Linked DNA regions of Mus musculus: regions 1, 2 and 3 are each linked to region 4. A link is a contact called in public promoter capture Hi-C data. All regions are on one chromosome and are shown on one strand. Each heading gives the region's core, a stretch centred on a gene start, on an enhancer-like site or on the middle of the called end of the contact. The rest is flanking DNA. Distances are from core to core; before and after follow the strand shown.

Region 1 (2,700 bases), core at 58-2,557, 1.2 Mb before region 4:
CAATCTCACGCCCAGGCCCAATTCTAACCTGTCACTTAACCTGGCATTGAAAAGTTGTGTCTGACCTCCTAGCCCTGAATGGCTGTGGCTCATGCCATTAATACCAGCACTCATGAAACAGGCAGCAATGCTGAGCTCCACAACTAGAGACCCTGATCCCCCAACAAAACCACCCTATTGTGGTACACTGATGAGACGGCAGGAGGTCAACACGGGGATCCTTCCTCAACTGCTTCCTCACCAAATCCCGCCCATTCCAGGTGGAGGGACTGGGGACCCCCTTCCACCTCTCTCTTCATAGCTGTATTAGTGTGGCCATGCACTGCAGTAAGGGCAAACTCGGGGCCAGTTTCTGGCTCTGGGGCCCGGAACCTCACCTGTCTGCCTGTCCAGGGCCTGGGTGAACTGGTTAATGGCAGGAGGGACTTTGAGCCGCTTGTAGAGGATAGCTCTTTGCCGCTGCAGTCTGATGTAGCGGGGCCATTTGACGAAGCGCGTTAAATCTCTTTTGGGCTGGATGTCCTGTCCTGGGAAGTTAAGAGGGACACTGTGACCGAGGCCTCTCCTCGGGCCGGCCTGCAGCCGAGGCAGTACCCAGGGCAGGAGGGCGTCGGTGCATCAGCGATCTTGGTGGTTCTAGTGTCATCACCACTCATCTGATAGCAAATATTCTGTCACATCATCTGCACACGACCACCATTCCCCTTCTCACACCAGCCGAGCATGCGCAGTGGCGGCTGCTCGGGACGGTGCCCGGCTCTCATTCAGTCCATTGCCCGTCAAGGCGCCTTGCCCTTGTGACACGCCGACGCCACTCCTTACCAATGCCGAAGTTCTTGGGCCTCTTCTCGAACAGAGGGTTGACCACCTTCTTGGCCTCCTGCTTCTTGACGACGGCGGGGGCCGGGGCCACCTTCTTCCCCTTGGCCTTCTTCCCTTTGGGCTGTACGGAAGAGAGAAACCCGTGCCATCGGGCAGCGGAGTCATTGCCTGTGAGTCGGTCGCTGTGGCTCCCTTTCCGCGAGGGACCCCGAGGAGACAGGGACGGCGGAGAACGCCGCTGACGGGCGACGGGCGGCGGATGGAGGCGGATAGCGCGGGGGCCCAGAGACACTCACCATCTTGCTCGGCTGCTGGAGAAAGAAAGAAGAGGGAATTGTGGGGGATAAGTAAGTGGCCGCAGATATCGCGAGAGCAGGCGCCCTCGCGGGATTTCGGATTTAAAGCGACAAGGACCCACTTCGGACTCTGACAGAGGGGCGGAGCCTGAGCGGGGGCGTGTCGGGCCGCGGCTGCGCGTTCGTCCAGGCGGGCGGGCCCTGGCACCGGACCGCAGGCTCCGAGAGGCGGCGGGAGGCGCCAGGAGTGAACGGAAGCCGCGGGAAGGAGCGTGCGGGTGCTTTGTTCCCTCGCCGTAAGGGCCTGCTGCCGGGCGTGTGTTCGTGGACGGAGCTGTTGTATCGGAAATCCCGGTCCCCAGCCCTCAGTACTCGGTTCGGGCCGGACCAGACTGGTTCTCGTCCAGGGCCCGCCATGGCCCAGCAGAGAGCCCTTCCCCAGAGCAAGGAGACGCTGCTGCAGTCATACAACAAGCGGCTCAAAGACGACATCAAGTCCATCATGGACAACTTCACCGAGATCATCAAGACCGCCAAGGTGTGTGGTAGCTGTTCCGAAGCCATTGGAGAAGGCTGGGACTGGTTTTCCCTGGGGCCTGGGTACAGGGGTGAGGAAAGCAGAGGGAATGTGACTCACCTGACCGGTGCGGGTAGGAGTGAAGAGGCGTTAAAAGTAATGGGACAGCAGATAAATAGAAGAGCCAAATAGTGACAAGCACAGAGCAGAGAGGAGAACTCTGGCCCGTTTGCCAGGGCTCTACGTTAGTTACTGAGCACTAGCCACCTGGGCTGAGGTTTACCCTTGCCATAGATTCTTGTGATGACTGGTGAGTTTAACCCTTAAACACCACAACCCTCATGTTGTGGTGACCTCCAGCCATAAAATTATTTTTGTTGCAACTACAGAACTGTTGTTACCCTTTGAGTCGTAAATGCCAGTGTTTTCCGATGGTCTTAGGCAGCCCCTGTGAAAGGCAATCCACAGGTTGAGAAATGCTGTTCTATTTAAATAATTTCTGAGAAGCCTCAAGCCCACTGAGGTCTGTGTTAGGCTCCAGCTGGTCCACCTGTAAGCTTAAACTCAGAGATCAGAAAGTTTGTCTTTTTAATCCTTTATTGAACATCTTTTCTTTCTTTTTAAGATTTATTTATTTAAGGACTGGAGAAATGGCTCAGTTAAGAGTACTGACTGCCCTTCTAGAGGTCCTGAGCTCAATTCCCAACAACCACATGGTGGCTCACAACCATCTGTAATGAGATCTGATGCCCTCTTCTGGTGTGTCTGAAGACAGCAACAGTGAACTCATATACATTAAATAAGTCAATGTCTTTTTAAAAGATTGATTTATTTAATGTATATGAGGACTCTATTTGCATCTATACCTGCAAGACAGAAGAGAACATCAGACAGAAGAGGGAGGGCATCAGATCCTATGGCAGCTGGTTGTGACCCACCTTGTGGTTGCTGGGAATCGAACTGAATGTACCATCTCTCTAGCCCTTTATTTCTTATAAACTGTCACAAAGACTGGGCAGTGTCCTTTTGACATGAAGTAACCTATCGTCACCCAGAGAACAAGAA
Region 2 (2,700 bases), core at 13-2,512, 1.3 Mb before region 4:
AGCTCCTACAAGTCCATCATTTCAGCTTCAGGAGCACAGACTCACAGACAGACATAAAATTTAAAAATTATATATCTTAAGTTTTTCACATGTTTGGGTGTTTTGTCTGTACCACATAAAAGCTGATGCCAAAAGGCACCAATTGTCCTGGAAATGGAGGTAAGAGGAGGGTTGTGTGCCAACCCGTGGGGCTGGGAAATCAAACCTGAGTCCTTGCAAGAGCAGCCAGTGCTCTCAGGCTCCCAAAATTATGTATAACACACACACACACACACACACACACACACACACTCAGCTTGGATGTGAAGTGGAACACCACTCACTGAAAGTTCACCTCCCCACTAAGTAACAGACAGGCAAGGCAAACACAGGAAGGAAAGACGTCCAGCCAGGGTGGGTCGCAGCAGTTTTGTGGTCTCTACTGTCCTCTCTAGAAGTGTTTCTAAAGGGGAACTGAGACTTCTACAACACCCTTTACTGTTTTAATAGCCTGGTAACAAAGGGTCAGTTTATAAATGTGAACAGGAAGTAAGTCCACTCCTGTGACTGAAAAAGTCCAAAGACACAGATAGGCATCTTGATTGTGGCTTTTTCCACCTCCTAGAGAAGTTTCTGTTTCGTTTTTTTTGGTCATTTTATACCATTACTGGAATGATTTTGAACAGTGCAAGCTATTTGGACAACCAGGAAATCCCAGAGATCAGGAATGTAGCTCAGAGACAGATTGCTTGCTAGCAGAGAGAAGCCTTGGGGTTTGTCCACAGCTATGGGGTGAGACACCGCAGGGCACCTGCTGGAGTTACCCCTAATTGTTTCTGCTCCACCCTCCTCCTACTTACTGTACACACCCAAAGTAGTGATTCATTGGAGTCAACTAGGGTTAGGAGGCGAGAAGTGAAGTGGCAGGTGTAGAAGTGACATCTATGTGACGGGAGAGGGCACAGAACAGGGCCAAGCAAGGCAATAATAAAAAAATATATAATAATAACAATCCTCCGTGTGACCTTGGCAAGCTTACGACTCTCTGGGCTTCTCCTCCATAAAGCCAGACCCAGCCATGGAGCAGTCCACGCTCTTAGCCTGGCGAAAGGGTGCTCAGGCGGCCCTGCCCTAGAAGCGGGTTTCCCCGGCAGAATCCAGCGCCTCAAGGCGCACGCGATGGGACACGCCCGGGAGCCCGATCGCACCCTGCATCCGAGGCGTGCGGCTGTCTCATTGGACAGCACGGCTCTGCAGGGCCGCCCTGCAGCCAATCGCATCTGTAGGGCGGAGCTTCGCCTGCTGTGCTGAGGGCTCAGGCAGATGCTTTAGCTCTGCAGTGGAGTCCCGCTGTATCTGACCATCCGCGCTGGCCATGCAGGAACCCCTGCTAAGAACCGAGGGACTCGACTATGATACCTTCCCCGAGGTGCCCGCGACTCCTGGAGAGAGAGAACGAGCCGGGTGAGAGTCTCAGGGTGTGGGCATGGGAGGTTGGGATGGCCTTATCTCCAGCAGACGATACACATCTTGGGCCATTACTGACTTCTGGTGAGTGGCCACCAAGAGTCATCTGACTCTTTCTTACCGCATGCTCGCAAGTCCTATTTAAAGAACTGGACCACCATAAAGAAGAGAGCCTCCAAAGGAATACTGGGTGGGATCCCCACCTGCCACAGGGGGAGGACATGGGTCTTGCCTAAGATCACAGAACAAGCTTTGAGCATCACAACAGGAGGCAAAAACCACAATTTCTTTTCTGGAGAAAACGGGCACCAGCCCCAGCCGACAGCCTGGGGATTTCCCAGAGCTGCTGCTAAGGCCTGAAGACAACTTGACTGGCCCTGGACCCAGGCCTCTCCTGGTTATCTGCCGAGCTGGATGGTCATGGGCTCGGGGAAGGCAGCAGTCTGGGAACTCAGGGTCCATTTAAAGGACTTGTCCTTGGTCCTTTGGTTCTACCCCATCCCCCACCAGGGCCTTGAAAAACAGAAGGGTGTTCCTGGCTACCTTCGCCGCTGTGCTGGGCAATTTCAGCTTTGGGTATGCCTTGGTCTACACATCTCCAGTCATCCCTGAACTGAAGCTCTCTTCTGACCCAGCACTACACCTGGACAAAATCCAGGCATCCTGGTTTGGGGTGAGGCCTGTTCTCTAAATCAGATGGGGTAGTGGAGGGAGCATGGGCCCACTCAACCTGCTTACCACAGGGAACTAAAATCACCTAGCCTTGGAACCTCCCCTAGAGCACCGGTATCTCTCCCTAACACGCATTCCCGTCTGCTAGCGGTGATGGCAAGTGACATGAGGAAGTGACATCCTGCAGAGATGTGGGCCAGGGCTGAGGGGAAGATTTCCCAACCCCATACCCAAAGCCAGGCTGCCACAGCAGAGCTGACATCCTCCTGGGTGCCTGGAGGCAGTCACACCAGATGCTAGCGGGATGAGAGGTGCCATATGGACAAGGACAGAACGTGGCTAAACAGAGCCCAGGAGCCCAAGACTTTAACGTTAGAATGTCAGTAGACCCTGAGTTAGGACTGCGACTTGACAGCAAAGCTGGAAAGATTTGGGGTCTCCTGAGCATTTCAAATGGGGTGGGAATGTGCAAGGCGCACAGCACATGCTGAGCACATGCTAGACACTTCGTGAAATATCTTCACCCCTGAGGTTAACTATGTTTTTCCCATAACGCAACTAAGAAACTGAGGCCACACTGTG
Region 3 (2,793 bases), core at 263-2,762, 1.4 Mb before region 4:
CAGACCCCTTCAGCTCCTTGGGTACTTTCTCTAGCTTCTCCATTAGGGGCCCTGTGTTCCATCCTATAGATGACTGTGAGCATCCACTTCTGTATTTGCCAGGCACTGGCATAGCCTCATACAAGACAGCTATAACAGGGTCCCTTCAGCAAAATTTTGCTGGCATATGCAATATTGTCTGGGTTTGGTGGCTGATTATGGGATGGATCCCCGGGTGGGGTAGTCTCTGGATGGTAAGTCTCCATCCTTTCGTCTTAGCTCCAAACTTTGTCTCAGGGCCCTTCTCTCTTGAGAGAACAGAGATATGGAGGAGGGGCAGAAGGAGGTACAGCCTGCACCTGGCTCCTGATTCCCTTCCAACAAAACAGCCCCTCAAACCCAAACACCCACCAAGGGTTACGGTGAATCAAATCAAGAGAGCTTCCAGCCTTGCTGCTCCAACTCTCAGAATGGCTGCTGCGCACCTCAATTTAAACCCTGTCCTAGAAAGGAAGCTAATGTAGCTTGTCCCAGGTGGGTGTCATCTGCTGGTGAGTTAGACAATGGGCTTCAGAAAAAAGAGGCAGCTTGCCCAAAGCCACACAACAAGGTAGCCTACTGCCCCCTCCCCCACCACACACACACACACACACCACAGAGCAAACTTAGGGACTCAGTCGCACCCAGCAATTCCAGGGGAAGAAAGTCTGGAAATGGTCAGCACCCTCGAAGCCCTGATACCAACTGTCCTACTGTCCTACTGTCCTTCTGTCCTTCTCCCTCTCCCTTTTTTTCTCCCTCCCTCCCTCCTTCTCCTGCAGGTGTCCAGGAGCTTGGTCAGCATCACCCTTACGTCCACCCACCCCCGACACTGAAGGTCTCCATCTGAGTCCCTATTTTCACTCCAGCACAGAGTCCCCATCTCACACAGTCCCATTAGCCTCCATGGCTCCCCAGTCCCTGCTGCTGCCAAAGACAGGTGCCCAGTCAGCCTCACACTTGGTTTTCATTAAGGCTCCCAGACACTGCTGGATTCCAGCCAAGTCCAGCTCAAACAGGATCCATCTCTCCCTAGGGTCCAAAACCTTCAACAGGCCCACCACAGCATGGCTTTGCAGACCAGACAGCAACTGCTAGTACCAAGGTTGTTGCCTCAGGACCACCCTGCCACTGTGTGGCATAGGTTGTTCCCCCCTTTCTCTGTGGTTGAATACCCTCACCAGGGGCTGGGACATCCCCCGGCCCCCATTCTGAACAGCTTGGCTGGTCTGGGATAAGCTACATCTCACACCTCCCAAAGACCACAGTATGAGCAGGGACAAGTATGTAGTGGCCTACCTCACCCAGGGTCAGCAGGTTGTCCTCCTTTTAGAGAAAAGGGTGAGAGCTACTGCCAGGTGCACGGTGCAGGAAGGTGAGTGCAGAGATGTGCGGGCTCTGCCTGTCTCTGGTCCTGCTTCCCCAGCTGCCTCCCTCTCCCACTTCAAAGAGCATTCAAGGGAGGGGGTTCCCAGGAGGGGCTCTCAGCCCAGTGGCTGCTCTGTGGCCGCAGCTGCCTTTATAGCTGTCAGGCAGACGGGGAGGAACTCACACTTCCCACCGCTGCTCCCCCGCCCAGCCTGCTGGCGGCTGGCCGGGCGCACACTTTAACCCGCTCTGCTCCTCTGGAGTATGGCCAGGCTGTCCAGCTGCCTGCTGGCTGCTGCTGCCACAGTCCAGGATCAGTGAGTGAGCCTGAGACTGGCTTGCCTAGGTCCAGAGTGACTGACCCTAATGGATCAATTAGCCTGAGGTCATGTGGAGGGAGGTTGGCAGTGGTGGAGCGGAGCCCCCTTGACCCACCCATCTAACTTCAGCTTCCAGAGAAGGCTGGAAACCATGTGATGTCCAGGCTTTCGGCTCCTGTTCACAGGGAAGACACAGAGGTCCAGACATTGCACGGGTGCAGGCCACCCTCCGTCCTTGGAAAACAGACCTGAACAACGGAGGAACTGAGATACATCCAGAGATCAACCAACCAATGGCTCCAGGGAGAGGAAGAGGTGGCTACAGCCTATCGACCAGATGTCTAGGAAGATCGTCGGCACGGGGTATTCTGCAGATGTTTGGTACCAGCTTGGCTGGACCCCACAGCAGCTGGGCAGCTATTGGCAAGCAAGCAGGACTCAAGAGCTCTGTCCCTGCTGAGCTAGAGCTGAAGTCTTATGAATCCAAGAGGACTTTGGATGATGAGATGTCTGCTCTGACATTTCCTGCTCTCTGAAGCACCCCGTCCTGGAAAACAGGCACCTTCAAATGCTAAGTGATTCTGAAACAACATCCCACAAGCTGGCTGAGCCATTTCATCCATGCCTCTGTCCCTGTAGTGGGGACTGGAAGTCCTCTCCTTTTCTCTGTCCCTCCCTCTTGTCCCTCCCTCTGTGCTAGATGATAAGCTTCTTCAGCTGCCTCTTTGGGCTGCTAAGAGTGATACCCTGGGGGAAGTCTTGTGTCTGACCACCAGACCGCAGCCAAGAACAAAGCAACCAGCAAAAACCAATCAGCACCCAGCCTCTCTGTGAGGCTTGAGTCAGGTGACAAGCATCTTCATCATCTGTACTTTACCGAGGAGAAACTGAGGCTGGGAAGTGGAGTGGTCTGCTAAAGCCACCAGTCAAAGTTGTGACAGATACAGGTTGCGGCGCTGCTCTGCCACACACCCTCTCCTTCTGCCTGGTTCTTCAAAGATGCTGGCTGGCTCTCCCAGCTTAGACTGCGACAGGGGGCAGAGGGTCAGCTCTCACTCTGCCGGTGTTCAGTAGTGACTGACCTTAA
Region 4 (2,708 bases), core at 46-2,545:
ACTTCAGGTGACCACCACACCACCTCCCCGCATACACCCAGCAGTGTCTAAAGACAGAGGAGCCAGAGAGGCGAGGCACCGGTACTCTGGAGGTTTTTTTTGTTTGTTTGTTTGTTTTTTCCTGCCTCTCCTGATTCACCTTTTTGCTATGCTTCAGTAGTACCTTTATTTTATTTTTAAAATTATATCAATTGTTTAAAACCCCTCAGTCTATCTAACTTTGTTTATGCATCTATCTCATCTTTTGTCTTTTCCTCTTTCTTTTTTCTTTTCCTTTTTGGTCACATAAAGTTCCCCTTTCTTACTTTTAGTCTACTTTTAGCAGTAGTATTGTCTGTAGCTCCTCGGTTCCTTATTTTGCTATGTTTCATAAAGCTGTTTTTTTTTTAAGCATGGGCTCAACATATTTCCGAATTACTTTGATTTTCTTTAAACAATAAAAAAGAATCAGCTTTTGAAAGGAAAATATACCTTTTTATATTTCATATCCTAAAATCTTGTATAACTGATAAGACGTTTTTATTGATGTTATTTACACTTAAGGGTCCAGCTGATGTTGGAAAATTGATATACTTTAAGATTCCTTTTTTAAACAAATACAAATCTGTTAAGGGGAGTGAGGAAGGGTGGCAAGCTTAAAAAAGAAAAGAGGGAGGGGAGGGTTCTCTTACGCCCAGGATTTGAGGCAGTTAACATGGCTGAAGCTTACAGTCCAAAGCCCCCCGTGCTGTGCGCTCAGGTGTTGCAGGTGCAGTCTGGAGGCGTAGCAGGCTCCACGTCGGCGGCCAGGCTCACGCCGGTGCCTTCTTTGCGCACAGCCTGGTAGGGGTCCAGCTTGGAGACCAGCTTGGCGGAGGCCGAGAAGCCATTCCACATACAGTCCTGCAGGATGATGTTCTTCACGAAGGTCTCGTCATCCGGGTCGCAGACGAAGCTCTGCTTCACCGCGTCTCCTCCTGGCAGCTCGGGCAGGTCTGCGATGGAGAAGCTATCACCGTCGTGGTCCCTGGGGGCGAAAGACACGGCGACCGCTTCGCAGGGAGGCGAGTAGAGCCCGGCGTGGCCCGGGGACGGGCGCGGCGTGGGCAGCAGCTCGAATTTCTTCCAGATGTCCTCGCTGGGCGCTGGCGGCTGCGGCGGCTGCTGGTGGTGCACGTCCTCCTCCTCATCGTCGCACATGAAGTATGGCTGCACCGAGTCATAGTCCAGGTCGCGGTTGCCGTTAGCGAGGCTCACGTGGAGGGGCATGGTCGCGGCGTTGCGTTTGGAGGCGACCCGGAGGGGTGCAGGGCTGCTGCGGAAACCTGGCGCGCTGCGCAGCAGCCCCGAACCACTCCCCTTCCCAGACCCTCACTTCCGACAATCCCGACAGTCCCTTCACCAGGCTCGGTCTCCGGCTGCAGCGGAGGGAGGAGGCGTCAGCTCGTCGCCAGACGCCACGCTCAAAGTATCGCGCCACCTTACGGAGAGGGGCTATAGGCGCTGCATCCTACGTGCACAGGATACATTTTCGTGGACGCAGATAACCTATTCTCCGCATACTCTCACTCATTTCCTGCTAGTGTCTACCTCTCCACCTCTCAGTCCTCTTCGTTCGCCCAGTGACTCTTCTACTTTCATGTCATTTGTAACACGTGTGATTTCATGTACCTATGAAATCGAGAACCCATGGATGAAAAAAGCAAAGATCTTGTCTCTCTGAGACTGACTTAATTCATTTAATATGATACTCTCCAATTCCATCCATTTCTTGCAAATGACACTCTTTGCTCTCATTTATGACTGAAAATGTTCCACTTCCACATACGAACCACATCTTTATTGTCCGTTCCTCTGACGATGGACACCTTGGTTCCGGAACAGCTATTGTGGAAATGTCCGTAATAAACCCGCGTTCAAGGATCTCTGTGGTGGCATACTTGCTTCGGGTCTTCAAGGGTTTTCTTAAAGCTACACTATTTTTTTTATTTATTTATATCATTTTAAGTGTATGAATGATTTGCCTGCATATATGTAAGTGCATCATCACCTACATGCCCAGTCCCCATGGAGACCCAAAGAGGAAGACTGATCCCCTGGAACTGTGTCAGGACAGTGTGAGCCTCTGTGTGAGTGCTGCGAACTAAGGCCCAGGACCTCTGGATCTCTGCGAGAGATCTTAACTACAGAGACCATCTCCAGCATCATCCCACACACCTGTAATGAGTATATGATGCTTGCATCTATGAATGGCTCCTGCAAATTTTCTAAAATGTAGATACAAATATGTGTGAGCTACACATTAAATTTAGGCATGAATTAAACTTCTAAAACACTTTATGATTAAATATTACATAATGCCAAGCAGTCAAGGCAGCTCATACATTGGAAGGCTGAGGCAGGAGGATTACCATGGCTGGGCTACATAGTAAGTTCCAGGATATCCTGGTCTACATAGTGAGAACTTGGCTCAAACAAACAAGAAAATCCATAACACAGAATTCTTTAAAAAAAATTAAAAGATCTAACCTATTTTCTCTTTTCTTTCCTTATTTTATATCAAATTTTTAGAAAGGAAAAATAATGATTTCAAGAACATTTCTGGTTTCTGGACAATATGTTGTTATAGATATTTGAGGTCTGTATTAAACTTCTAAGTGAGTGGGGCTGAAGGATAGCTCGCTGGTAGAGAGCCCTGGCTACTCTTCCAGAGGACCTCGGTTTGGTTT

Evidence for each region. Promoter capture Hi-C pulls out the DNA fragments that hold promoters and counts their contacts.
Region 1: a contact with region 4 is called in a promoter capture Hi-C map of liver, with 3 times the contacts expected there. The contact joins the promoter of Med22 here to the promoter of Bmyc in region 4. A contact is called at or near these places in 3 of 39 promoter capture datasets (hippocampal neurons and liver) and 1 of 115 datasets of contacts at active chromatin or transcription factors (astrocytes).
Region 2: a contact with region 4 is called in a promoter capture Hi-C map of embryonic stem cells, with 5 read pairs. The contact joins the promoter of Slc2a6 here to the promoter of Bmyc in region 4. A contact is called at or near these places in 3 of 39 promoter capture datasets (embryonic stem cells, hippocampal neurons and liver).
Region 3: a promoter capture Hi-C map of embryonic stem cells shows a contact between it and region 4, with 4 times the contacts expected there. The contact joins the promoter of Adamtsl2 here to the promoter of Bmyc in region 4. A contact is called at or near these places in 3 of 39 promoter capture datasets (embryonic stem cells and liver).

What each region holds. Positions count from the first base shown.
Region 1 is chr2:26,909,249-26,911,948 of GRCm38.p6, reverse strand. Med22 (mediator complex subunit 22) reads left to right here and starts at 1,307. Exons shown (of 4, transcript NM_001033908.1): 1 at 1,307-1,656. The coding sequence starts at 1,534. Rpl7a (ribosomal protein L7A) reads right to left here and starts at 1,142. Exons shown (of 8, transcript NM_013721.3): 1 at 1,119-1,142; 2 at 823-943; 3 at 378-527. The coding sequence starts at 1,121. It overlaps Gm23969 (a small nucleolar RNA gene), which reads right to left and starts at 688; the gene lies at 615-688.
Region 2 is chr2:27,026,560-27,029,259 of GRCm38.p6, reverse strand. It overlaps Slc2a6 (solute carrier family 2 (facilitated glucose transporter), member 6), which reads left to right and starts at 1,262. Exons shown (of 10, transcript NM_172659.2): 1 at 1,262-1,443; 2 at 1,957-2,119. The coding sequence starts at 1,355.
Region 3 is chr2:27,078,098-27,080,890 of GRCm38.p6, reverse strand. It overlaps Adamtsl2 (ADAMTS-like 2), which reads right to left and starts at 1,512. Exons shown (of 19, transcript NM_029981.2): 1 at 1,318-1,512.
Region 4 is chr2:25,705,466-25,708,173 of GRCm38.p6, reverse strand. Bmyc (brain expressed myelocytomatosis oncogene) reads right to left here and starts at 1,295. Exons shown (of 1, transcript NM_023326.2): 1 at 453-1,295. The coding sequence starts at 1,248. The coding sequence ends at 736.